Linked DNA regions of Mus musculus: regions 1 and 2 are each linked to region 3. Evidence: chromatin contacts called from public Micro-C and promoter capture Hi-C data. All regions are on one chromosome and are shown on one strand. The core of a region is the stretch at or near the end of the contact, and the rest is flanking DNA. Distances in the headings are between cores, read along the strand shown. Region 1 has its middle 310 kb from the start of Gm25985. Region 2 holds the start of Parp8 (poly (ADP-ribose) polymerase family, member 8). Region 3 holds the start of Isl1 (ISL1 transcription factor, LIM/homeodomain).

Region 1 (3,648 bases), core at 827-3,326, 890 kb after region 3:
AGTGTAAGCCTAAGGTATCTTCTTGTGGCTTTGTGTGTAGGTAAAGAACATTTTTTTTTTCTCATAAGAGCAATACAGCAGATAAAGTTACTTATTTCCACCAGTCCTTTATTTTCCTCTTGGTTGGGAATAAAGTATAACTTTTGCCCAGAGGGTAAATAATATGCTCTGTAGCAAGACACAGATCAGTTCTATTAATAGTACATTAAACAACATGACAACTTGGCATGTCTCTCAACATTTCTAATAAAATACTATTGTATGCTCTTTTTATGTCTTAAACACTGTTCCACCCTTGTACTGTTTTAAAGTATAAAAAGTGAAGGTTGTGGCTAAAGCAGTAGCGACTATCACTTTTCAGAAGTGATGAGCTGGAAGAAACGTGTTCCTTATAAGTGAATCAGGGGCTGTCACCCCAGACCTTAGCAGGAGAGAGACAGTGTCTGGTTTAAAGCAAGGAAATTTTACATTTTCTTCCTCTCCATCAACAGAACCCTAATTTAGCTTTCAAACATACTTCTAAAGAAATGGATAAGTGTCCTGAAAAAATTGTAACTAATATACTAGTGAAGTGGACAAGAATAAACTGCTGATAATTTGCCAATATCCTGATGGAGATTATGAATCAACACATCCCAAGCAAAACAGGCATCCCAAGCCTAGGCTGAAAAACCTGAGGTGAAAATGTGATGTAGAAACACACCCTCATTATAAGGGAAGATCAAACATTCCCAAACCCACAACTTCAACACATGTCAGAGGGATGTGTAGATTATCACAAGCCCTCTTAGGTGCACAGCTGAAGCCAACGTGTAGTGAATAAAATTCTCAGTGGCTGAAAAATGAGGACAGATCTGACAAAAATAGAAATAGGAGCTACAGTTAGCACATTTTGGAGTTTTATAACCTCTGGGCCTTGAATTATGAGCCTCATGTAAACTCCTCTAGGGCCTGGGGAAGTAGTTAGAAAGAGGACCCCAAAGATTACATGACATTTCACATTAATACCAAATATTTCTAAAAAATATATATATCTTTGATAGAGAAGAACCCCTACAACCCCTACAAGGCATGGGATCTCCACCTGCTTTTGCCTTCACTGATTTTCTGGAGCTTATAATTTTTCTCTACTTCATTTTAGAATAATTCATCGTCAATTTGAATTTGTATGGGACTTTTCTTATTTAACTGTGTATAAACTTGTATGGTTCCACTGAACTGCCCTGTAGTTCAGTGGTTCTCAACCTTCCTAGTTCTGTAGCCTTTAACATAGTTCCTCGTGTTGTGGTGGACGCCCCCGTCCCCAAGCATAAAATGATCTCATGGGTACTTGAGAACTGTAATTTTGCTACTGATATGAATGATAATGTAAATATCTGATGTGCAGGATGTCTTAAATGCAACCCCAAAGAGGTGCCAACTCACAGGCTAAGAACCACTGTTGTAGTCTACAAGCATGTGTGTGTGTGTGTGTGTGTGTGTGTGTGTGTCTGTGTGTGTGTGTGTCTGTGTCTGTGTCTCTGTGTGCATGTGTGTGCAAGCTTGCATGTGTGTGTGCACATGTGTGTGCAAGCTTGCATGTGTGTGTGTGCATGTGTTTGCAAGCTTTGCGTGTGTGTGTGTGTGTGTGTGTGCAAGCTTGCATGTGTGTATGTGTATGTATTTGTATGTATGTAAAGAAATCCACTAATGAAATTAGGAATTTCTAGGGGGTATGCAAAAATTAGTCTCTCATTTCTTTTATTGTCTTCTGATTTACTTGGTTTCTAAGCAAGATATATCCTTCAATAAAAAAAATAAAAATAATACAAAAAAGATCAATCTAACATAACTGCCAAATTCGAAATCAAAACTTTAAAAAAAAATAAAATAGCTCAACCTTATCATAAGTCTTAAAAAAATACAAGAAAACACTTTCAGATTGGTGATAGCAATCTAATGCATGATATAATATAAAAAAAATTAAGAAAGAGAGTGACTGCAGTTCAGAAAACAAGTGCTACCATAGCAACAGCCTCAGCAGCAGGCAGTCCAGTGAACTTCCTGTACTAGGACACTGAAGGTCTTGTAGCAGAATAGCGTGACATCAGATAAATACAAAAGGCATCTGCCAGGACCTTGCAGCATGCTAGGAAAATGGAGCACAGCAGAAAAGTAGCTTAGATTGGAAAATAATTGCCACCCTCCCAGTAAGGTTGGCTTGGAGAGCAGTTAAAGGAGTGGGTGTGTGGTGTGCACTGTCTCTAATCCTCAGACACTGCAATAGTTAAGCTTTATTATCTCTACTCATTATTTAGAGAAAACCAGAATGTGGCAAGTTAGATCATTTTCTCAAGCTTCACACAGAGCTAGTGATCCAGATCTCAAAACGTCAATGAACTCTGAACTTTATGTTCTTCCTTTATATTGTGATGCTTGTTACATTATAATTGTGTAATTGAAGATTAAAACTAATTGCTGAAGAAAAGTATGTAGTGTAAAAACCCCTCATTTCAGATATACTCTTTCTAAAAGTTTTATTCAAAACCTCATAGTGTGTATAATCTTTAAAAATAACTTAAATGGGATATGGTAAAGGAAAAGTTAAACATTAGTATACTGGAACACCGTTGCCCATAAAGAATTAAAATATGATAGCAAGATAATGAAACCAATCCAAATAGGAGACTGGTTAAATTGTGTATTTATTTGCTTCCTCCTAAGCAGTCAGGAAATATGAGAGAAGTACATTAGGTGTGTTTGTTCTTGCTTTGAATTGATACTAGAAAATAATTTTCGAAAGTACTATTAGAGCTGGTAAGACTGCCCACTATGTAAAATGCTTGATTGACACTAAAACACAAAGACACAAAAACTGCAGTTCCCATCCCAAAAATTTGTCTTAAACAACAATAACCAAAAGGAAGAGAAAACCCACTAGCTTGGCAGCACACATTGGCCTCCCCAATGCCATGGGACAAAATAAAAAGATCCTAAGGTCAGCCAGTCTCCTCAAAGTAAGGTCTAGTGAGGGACATTATATCAAAACAATAAAAAAGGAAAACAATAGGAATAAAATGAATGTGAAACGTGACAGAAGAAGACCCCTGAGATTAACCTCTGGCTTGGATGTTTGAACATGAATCCACACCCTTCTTGTCTTATATATAGATATATCTATATATCTATACTATGTATATCTATGTATATATAAAGAGAAAGTAGACTATGTCATGATTAAACACCTGGCTAAATACTCTGCACCCCACTTTTAACTACTAGAGGATGACTTGACAAAAACAATTGTTGCTTTTTATATAAATGGAACAAAAGGCTGATAATTCCCATGAAATAGACAGGGATCCGTTCACTGATCCATCCATCAGTTTTAGCCAACATATAAATATCTCTTTTTAAAGTAACAGCTCTAAAATTGTGTAGTGGGAAGCTCACTGTTGGTTTTAGTTCATTGAAATACTTTACAGCAAATAATCTCATTTTACAAAAAGTAAGCCAATAACGTGCAAATACCTTATATTTCCAATATATTTGAATTTCAGACCATCTTAGATCAACAAAGTTTTTAAAAATGATTAAATAAAAGGGTTTTTTTTTCCTTTTTTAGGAGTTTGTCTGACTCTAGCAATCGTCATTTACACTGAAATAAGT
Region 2 (3,600 bases), core at 699-3,198, 720 kb before region 3:
GCACTGGATCTCTTGCTGCCTCACGCCTTGGTAAACTCTAGATAACCTTGAAGCCTTCTCCACCCACTATCAGCTGGAGACTAGTTTCCCTAGTGATCCTCAGGCCTGCGATTGGTGCCCACATGGTCCCGTATGAGGGAGGAACTGCCAGGATTGGTTCATACATGTGCTTTTCTTTCCTGGCTATATAATCAGATTATTTGGCTCACTTTATTACAACGTTAACCCTTAGTGAAGTCTCTTCAAGCAAGGCAGCGAAGGGAAAGCGAAGGCCTTGGGTGCTCTGTGGATGAGATCCCCAGAGCTCTCAAGCTTCAAGGGATATGGATCTGAGCAGCTACAGGCCTCAGACCAGTCTCACAGTGACCTGTCTCTGTAGTTAGGTTAAGGATCACTGTGTCCAAGGCCAGGCTCAAAGGAGAGCTTTAACCCTGCAAAGCCCCACCTAACTGCTGTGGGATGTATGCTGTCTTCTGCCGTCACTAAAGGCTGTCGGAAACTGAGGATTACAAGAGGAAAAGCGTGAGAATACAGATGATGTTAAAAGGCTGGATATATACCATAAGCCTCCAGCCTGAGTGTTTCCAGCAGTCAGTCTCTGCCTTGAAAAGGGTTTGAAATTCTAATACTCTTCTGGGCGTGTCTGTTCAGCCCCTAGGCTCCAGGGTACTGACTCAGGCTTGCCAGCACAGGAAAAGCTTCCCCTACTCACTATTCCTATCGGGAAGATTAAAAGGTTCCGGACAACATGATTGATAACACCTCCTATATTCCAGACACTGCTTGGTCTTAGAATGCAAAACAATATACCTATGGTCTGCCTGGGGGACACTTCTCAGAAACGATGCTAAAGAAAAGAGCTTGGTGGAGCGGGTTCAGGTTCCTTGCGGCAGAAAAGGTGGACCAACCATCATAAGCTTAAAGCAGGGCAATAGAGAGCGGACAGTATGGTTTTCCTTGTTGCGCAAGGTATTAGGGCTGGAGAAACTTTCCCTTGCCTCAGCCCACAGAAGGCTGAGGTTTTGAATAAGACCCAAGCCAGGTATCCCTGACTTAGGGAGTCCCCTCAGGCCAATTTCTTATGAACAGAGCTGGAAAGGAAGAACAAGAGTCTTTGGAGTCTAGAAAGGGCTTCATTTTCAAAAGAGCTTCTCAAACCTGGGACAAACAAACAAACAAACAAACCACCCTGAGAAGCAAAAGCAAAGCAAAACAATAAAAGAACCCCCATCACCTCACCACCAAAAAAGAAGGCAATAAGGAAATGGGAGAGTCCTCCTAGAGTGATCTCCAGCCTTTCTCCCTTTGCCTGATGTGATTACAAGGAAAGACTTGTTCACTTTATTTTTAATTCGTAAAGATTTTTTTTTCTTTTCCCCCTCTTTCTTCCTCCCAGCCACTCCGGCTTGGGTTTCCATATGACTCATAATTCCTTCTGAAAGTGGAGTCGAATTCATAAAAGTGGTGGAAAGAGGAGGGGTGGTGGTGGTGGTGCGGGAGAGGCTGGGAGCTCCAGGGAGTCTTCACTACCTACACTGTCACTCAGCTCCCGGCTCGAGTGGCAGTCGGGGGTGGGGAAATCCAGCCTGCGCGGATGGCGGATACTATTAAAGCCCCAGCGGCGCGCAGCCGGGCCCGGTGACCCGCGGCGGGTGCGGGAGGGTCTGCGGCTGGCGGGCGGCGCTGCAGCAGCCTGGGCACGGCCGCCGCCCGCGGGCGCGAGTGTGCGCGGGTGTGGGAAGGCCGGCGTGCGGGCCGCGAGGGGTGTGCGCGCGTGAGTCGGAGCGGGGCTCGCCCCTCTCCGGCGCCTGCCGCTCCACAGCTGCCGATCGCTCTCCAGCGGTCCCCGGCCCCCTTCGGGCCCCTCGTTTTCCTACGGCCGTCAGTCCGGGCGGGGGTGGGGGGGGAGGGAGAAAGTGAGACTCCGTGTCATCACCATCCATTGTCAGAACAGGAGGAAATTGGAATCCAGCAGCGGCGAGCAGCAGCTGGGCGGTCACATCTGGGAATGCAAAGCCGACCTCCTCCTCCTCCTCCTCCTCCACCTCCTCCTCCTCTCTCACCCGGGATCACTTCCGAAACCACTTCGCCTTCAGCCCCTGCCTCGGCCAGAGGTTTCATTTTTAACTGAATATTTACGAAAGCTGGAAGCGTGCGAGGGGGGTGGGGTGGAGTGGAAATAGCGGCTGCTTCTTTTCCAGGGATTTATTTAATGGGGATGTGTTCAAGGCAAGAGAGAATTCAGAAGGATATCGACGTCGTGATCCAGAAGTCAAGAGCCGAGAAAGACTGCCTGTTTGCAGGTGAGTTCTTGCCTCTCGGATCCTGGGACCAGGAGTCAGCCTCCCCTCTGTCTACCCCCATTGCCCAGATTTCTGACCGCGACGCGTGTAGCTTGGGAGTGTGGGGCGGCAAGTCCCCATTCCGGGTGCATTTGGAAATAGCTGCAGCGGCGTGAGCTGAAACCCAAAGAGGAGGGGGGCACGAGCCACCCCCCTCCCCCCCAAAAAACCCCACCAGGCCAGGGCAGTCTCCGGCTCCTGGGGCAGGACCCGCGCGATCAGAGTGCAGGGGCCGGGCGCTGGGTTCCAGCCATTGGCGGTGCCCAGAGCATCCGAGCTTTGCCTCCCGGCTTCGGCAGCCGTGGCCGAGCGGGGCGGGCTAGAGCCCGGCGGCTTTGCGCCATCGGCCGAGCGGCGGCGGCCGGGAAGGGACCGGCTGCGCTGCGCTGCGCTGCGCTGCTCCCGCCAGGCGCCGAGGCCCCGGGAGAAGGCAGCGCTGGGCCGAGCTCCCGCCCCCTCCGCTGCACCCGCTCCTCGGCGAGCGCGCAGGACACCGCCCCGGGGAAGGGATGGATGGATTCCCGGGGTTCCCGAGCTACGCAGGCCCAACCTGGGGGTCGCTTTGCGTCCATCTTTGCTCCCCGTCCTCCCACCCCCCCATCCAAGGCCGAGGGCAGTTCGGGCTTCGCAGCCCGAAGCCTGCCAGGGGCTGCTTCCGGCTGCTTGGCTGGGAATTTCCCGCTGTTGCCATGGCACCCGGCACTTGTTGCGGGGGGCGGCCTCCCGCTGCACCCCACGGGGTGCTCCGCATCCCCTCCTGCACCACCCTGCTGGCGGCCCCTAGCTCTCCAGCCTTTGCTTCCCTCCCCATCGGGCCTCCTAGGCTCACACAAAAGTGTAGGTTCAAGACAGAATTGGGGTTAAAAACAACACATGGGGTGGCTTATAACACGACTTTCCGTTTCAGATTTCAGATACTCAGACTCCACCTTTACTTTCACCTACGTTGGCGGCCCCAAAAGGTATTTATGTGTATAGAGTTGCTTCATTTCCTGTTCACACGCTTGTGTTTCCTTTGTTCCTGGTGTCTTCCGTGTTTGGGTATTTTTTTGCTTGTTTGTTTAATCTTGGGACTGCTATCTAGCTGCATTCCTCGCCAGTTGTCTCCCGATTTTATATAGAAGAGGGAAAATAAATATGTTTGAAGTTTTTTTTTTCTTCTTAAGCTAACAGAGGATGAGCAGAACTCCACATAGTGTTCTGCTTCAGTAGTAGATTGCTCTTTAGGCGTTCTGGATTTGACACAGGCGACACCGTG
Region 3 (3,297 bases), core at 626-3,125:
ATGCCCTTGTACGGAGGGAACTGCTTCTCTGGGCTTGGCAAAAGCAGCTTGACAAAAGATACCACACATAGGATGTCAGAGAGCAGAAACCGGGGTTGAAAGGAAAAAACACAACCAACCGGTAAAGTTAACCGGAGTCTACACAACTTTCCATCCTGCTCACGGACTTCAAAATAATTTATAATTAAAAAAAAAAAAAGAACAGGAAGGGAAGAGATTCCCATCTGCCTTCTTAAAGAAAACAGCAAAACAAGAAAGGGGGGAAAAACCCACTCCTGCTTCTTAACCTCTTTTCTCTCTGTGTGTACTCTGAAAAGTCACAGGCTTTCTAACTCGGCCACTGCGGCCTAGGTGGGGTTCACAGGTTTTATCATGGTTTAGATCTGGTGGAAGAAACACAAAAAGGAGTTCCCTAACCTCTGGCTCTTCTAAGAGGAAAACAAAACAAAACAAAACAAACAAACAAAAAAAAAAACAAGCTGAACCCTTCTACGATTCTGTTTGTAGCCTCTCTCTCTCTCTCTCTCTCTCTCTCTCTCTCTCTCTCTCTCTCTCTCTCTCTCTGATCAAAGTCCCTCTAGAAGCTCCGGCAGAAGTGTGGGAATTCTGTGTGTCCCCTAATAACTGCCTCTGAAAGACTGTAGATTTTGGGGAATCAGGAAAGAAATTATTGGCAAAAGTTACCGGTGAGATGCAGCCAACATCTCCTCCAGATGGCTTCCCCAGAGGAAACAAATTAGAAAGCTAACCTCAGGGGAGGGAAGTAGGCGCCCCACTCTTCTTTTGCAACAGACCCTCCCTGCTCACGCCTTCATACTAAAAGATTTAAAAGTCTCTAGAGAATATTGTAAAGTTGCGCTTATAATTACCAAGCCGTTTAAGGGCCCAGTGCACCTTTGCCTTAAAAAAGAGTGGACAACAGATCCATAGACAGACATGGACAACCCCACCCCACCCCCGTAAACTTTAGGGTCCTGCACTCTGACTCTAGATTAGAACACTTTCATGCTAGACTTAAAATTGAACAGGAGACCTCACGGGTCGGGAGGAAAGGAACCAACCTCGGAGTTAATTCGTTTTACCTTTTCGTTTGACCTTTGCGTTTCCAACCCGATTGTCCGCTAGGGAGACAAGCTCCCCTTTCCTCCCACCCCAAGTCTTTGGAGAGCTCAGATTGGGGAGTAACAGGGTCAACACGGTAGCAAGAAAAAGAAAAAAAGAAAGAAAAGAAAGAAAGAAAGAAAAAAAAGAACACAAAAACGAAGTCATAAAAAAACCCATTTCTTTTGGGTCTAACCGTCCTACTCCGGGTTTGTCCCCTAACGCGTAGCGCGCTGCTAGCTCCAGCAGATGCGCCCTTCCCGCAGGCAGCGAAATTGGCCAGCCCTGGGCTGTGCGCGCCAGCACGGGAGTCAGTGAAGGAAAGCGGCCCGTTCCAAGTGCCCCCCTTTTCCTGGAGCCCGGTAGGGACCCGCTTCACAGGAAGGACCTACCCACCAGCTACTCGCCACGGGCGGCAGAAAAGGGAGCCCCGAGCTCAGCGCAGCCCAAGGTCCGCGGGGAGCCCGCGGCGCTGGAACCCCAGGACACGACGCGGCGCGTCCGGGAAGGCGCGGGGAGGGGGTGGTGGACAAGGAGGCGGCGGCCGGGGACCCGGGCCACCCGGCGCCCAAGGAGCGACGTGGCCTCGGGAGGCTTAATCCTCTCCTGCGGGCTCGCCGAGCGGGCAGTGGCGCGCGGAGGCGCCGGGGCTGAAATATGATAATCAGAACAGCTGCGCCGCGCGCCCCGCAGCCAATGGGCGCGGCGCTCGCCTGACGTCCCCGCGCGCTGCGTCAGACCAATGGCGATGGAGCTGAGTTGGAGCTGAGAAGTTTGAGTAAGAGATAAGGAAGAGAGGTGCCCCGAGCCGTGCGAGTCCGCCGCTGCTGCTGCGCCTCCGCTCTGCCAACTCCGCCGGCTTAAATCGGACTCCCAGATCTGCGAGGGCGCGGCGCAGCCGGGCAGCTGTTTCCCCCAGTTTTGGCAACCCCGGGGGCCACTATTTGCCACCTAGCCACAGCACCAGCATCCTCTCTGTGGGCTATTCACCAATTGTCCAACCACCATTTCACTGTGGACATTACTCCCTCTTACAGATATGGGAGACATGGGCGATCCACCAAAAAGTAAGAAGCGGTTTAACCTTGTGGGGCTTGGTGTGCTGTTGTGGTGTGGGGGGGTCTCTCTCAGGCACCGATGACAGGGCTCTTTGGATTTGTAGTCACTGCCTGGAGAGACAGAAGAGAAGGTGGTCCTTTTGTTGTTGTTGTTGCTGCTGCTGTTGTGTGTGTGTGTGTGTGTGTGTGTGTGTGTGTGTGTGTGTGTGTGTGTGTGTGTGTTTTCTTCTTGTCACGCTTGCAGCTTGCATGTTTGGTGTGAATTCCGATCTTTGAGAAACTGATCATACCTTGTGTTTGAATGCTCTGTGCCCTCCCAAACTCTAGCCGCCTGCCCGGTGCTTAGCGGTGATTTCCTCCTCCGGATTCCGGAGCTCTTGGAGAAGTTATTATGTAGCAAAGGTCTGCCTGCACAAACCACACCGGCAGATATGAATTAGCATTAGACTTGCAAAAGAGAGCGAGTGACAACTGTATTGATGTCTACTCTTCTAACAATATCCATTCCCGCGTGCTATTGAAGAACGTGCTTCACGGAAAATATAGACATCCCAGCGTTGCTTTAACGCTTCTAGTCAAAACCTTTTCTTTGACATGACTTATCCATAATCTTGCCTAATGATTATAGCAAAGAGGGAGGAGGGAGAAAACACAAAATGAGCGGGTTTGATTGCGTGCTAAGCTTACAATGTAGACTATTCAAATCTGCGTTTTACATATATTCCACCTCCCTTTTTAAAAAAGCGAGTCAAGGTTTTGATGGCACACTCCAATTACCATCCCAAAGTGCAATACTCTTTAAGGGAAGAACAAGAAAAAAAAAAAAAGGGAAAGAAAAAAATTCTTCCAGAATACACCCTATAAGAGAACGACACTAAAAGTGTGTTTATCTCTGTAGGAAGTAAACGGTTAGTCAATCATGCATTTATTTTCATTTCAGAAAAACGTCTGATTTCCCTGTGTGTTGGTTGCGGCAATCAAATTCACGACCAGTATATTCTGAGGGTTTCTCCGGATTTGGAGTGGCATGCAGCATGTTTGAAATGTGCGGAGTGTAATCAGTATTTGGACGAAAGCTGTACGTGCTTTGTTAGGGATGGGAAAACCTACTGTAAAAGAGATTATATCAGGTATGCCA

What was found. Promoter capture Hi-C pulls out the DNA fragments that hold promoters and counts their contacts. A called contact is a pair of places that touch in the nucleus more often than the background predicts.
Region 1: a contact with region 3 is called in a promoter capture Hi-C map of neural stem cells. The contact joins the enhancer-like site here to the promoter of Isl1 in region 3. A contact is called at or near these places in 9 of 39 promoter capture datasets (the HPC-7 cell line, HPC-7-derived erythroid cells, cranial neural crest and 5 more), 8 of 115 datasets of contacts at active chromatin or transcription factors (craniofacial prominence, embryonic basal ganglia, embryonic forebrain and 5 more) and 2 of 9 other capture datasets (embryonic stem cells and liver).
Region 2: a Micro-C map of embryonic stem cells shows a contact between it and region 3, with 3 times the contacts expected there. The contact joins the promoter of Parp8 here to the promoter of Isl1 in region 3. A contact is called at or near these places in 6 of 39 promoter capture datasets (cranial neural crest and embryonic stem cells), 9 of 484 Hi-C or Micro-C datasets (all in embryonic stem cells) and 4 of 115 datasets of contacts at active chromatin or transcription factors (astrocytes and embryonic stem cells).

Annotation. Positions count from the first base shown.
Region 1 is chr13:115,420,114-115,423,761 of GRCm38.p6, reverse strand. No RefSeq gene overlaps it. Among named protein-coding and RNA genes, the nearest start is that of Gm25985, 310 kb to the right of the region's middle. Within about 2 kb of position 2,076, at least 9 of the 459 cell types and tissues checked have an H3K27ac peak or open chromatin away from gene starts, as enhancers often do. A contact at or near this core is called in neural stem cells, where this site is marked.
Region 2 is chr13:117,023,879-117,027,478 of GRCm38.p6, reverse strand. Parp8 (poly (ADP-ribose) polymerase family, member 8) reads left to right here and starts at 1,948. Exons shown (of 27, transcript NM_001081009.2): 1 at 1,948-2,114; 2 at 2,202-2,303; 3 at 3,250-3,304. The coding sequence starts at 2,213.
Region 3 is chr13:116,308,266-116,311,562 of GRCm38.p6, reverse strand. It overlaps Isl1 (ISL1 transcription factor, LIM/homeodomain), which reads left to right and starts at 1,875. Exons shown (of 6, transcript NM_021459.4): 1 at 1,875-2,168; 2 at 3,100-3,289. The coding sequence starts at 2,141. RefSeq lists promoters at 1,698-2,076, 1-2,078.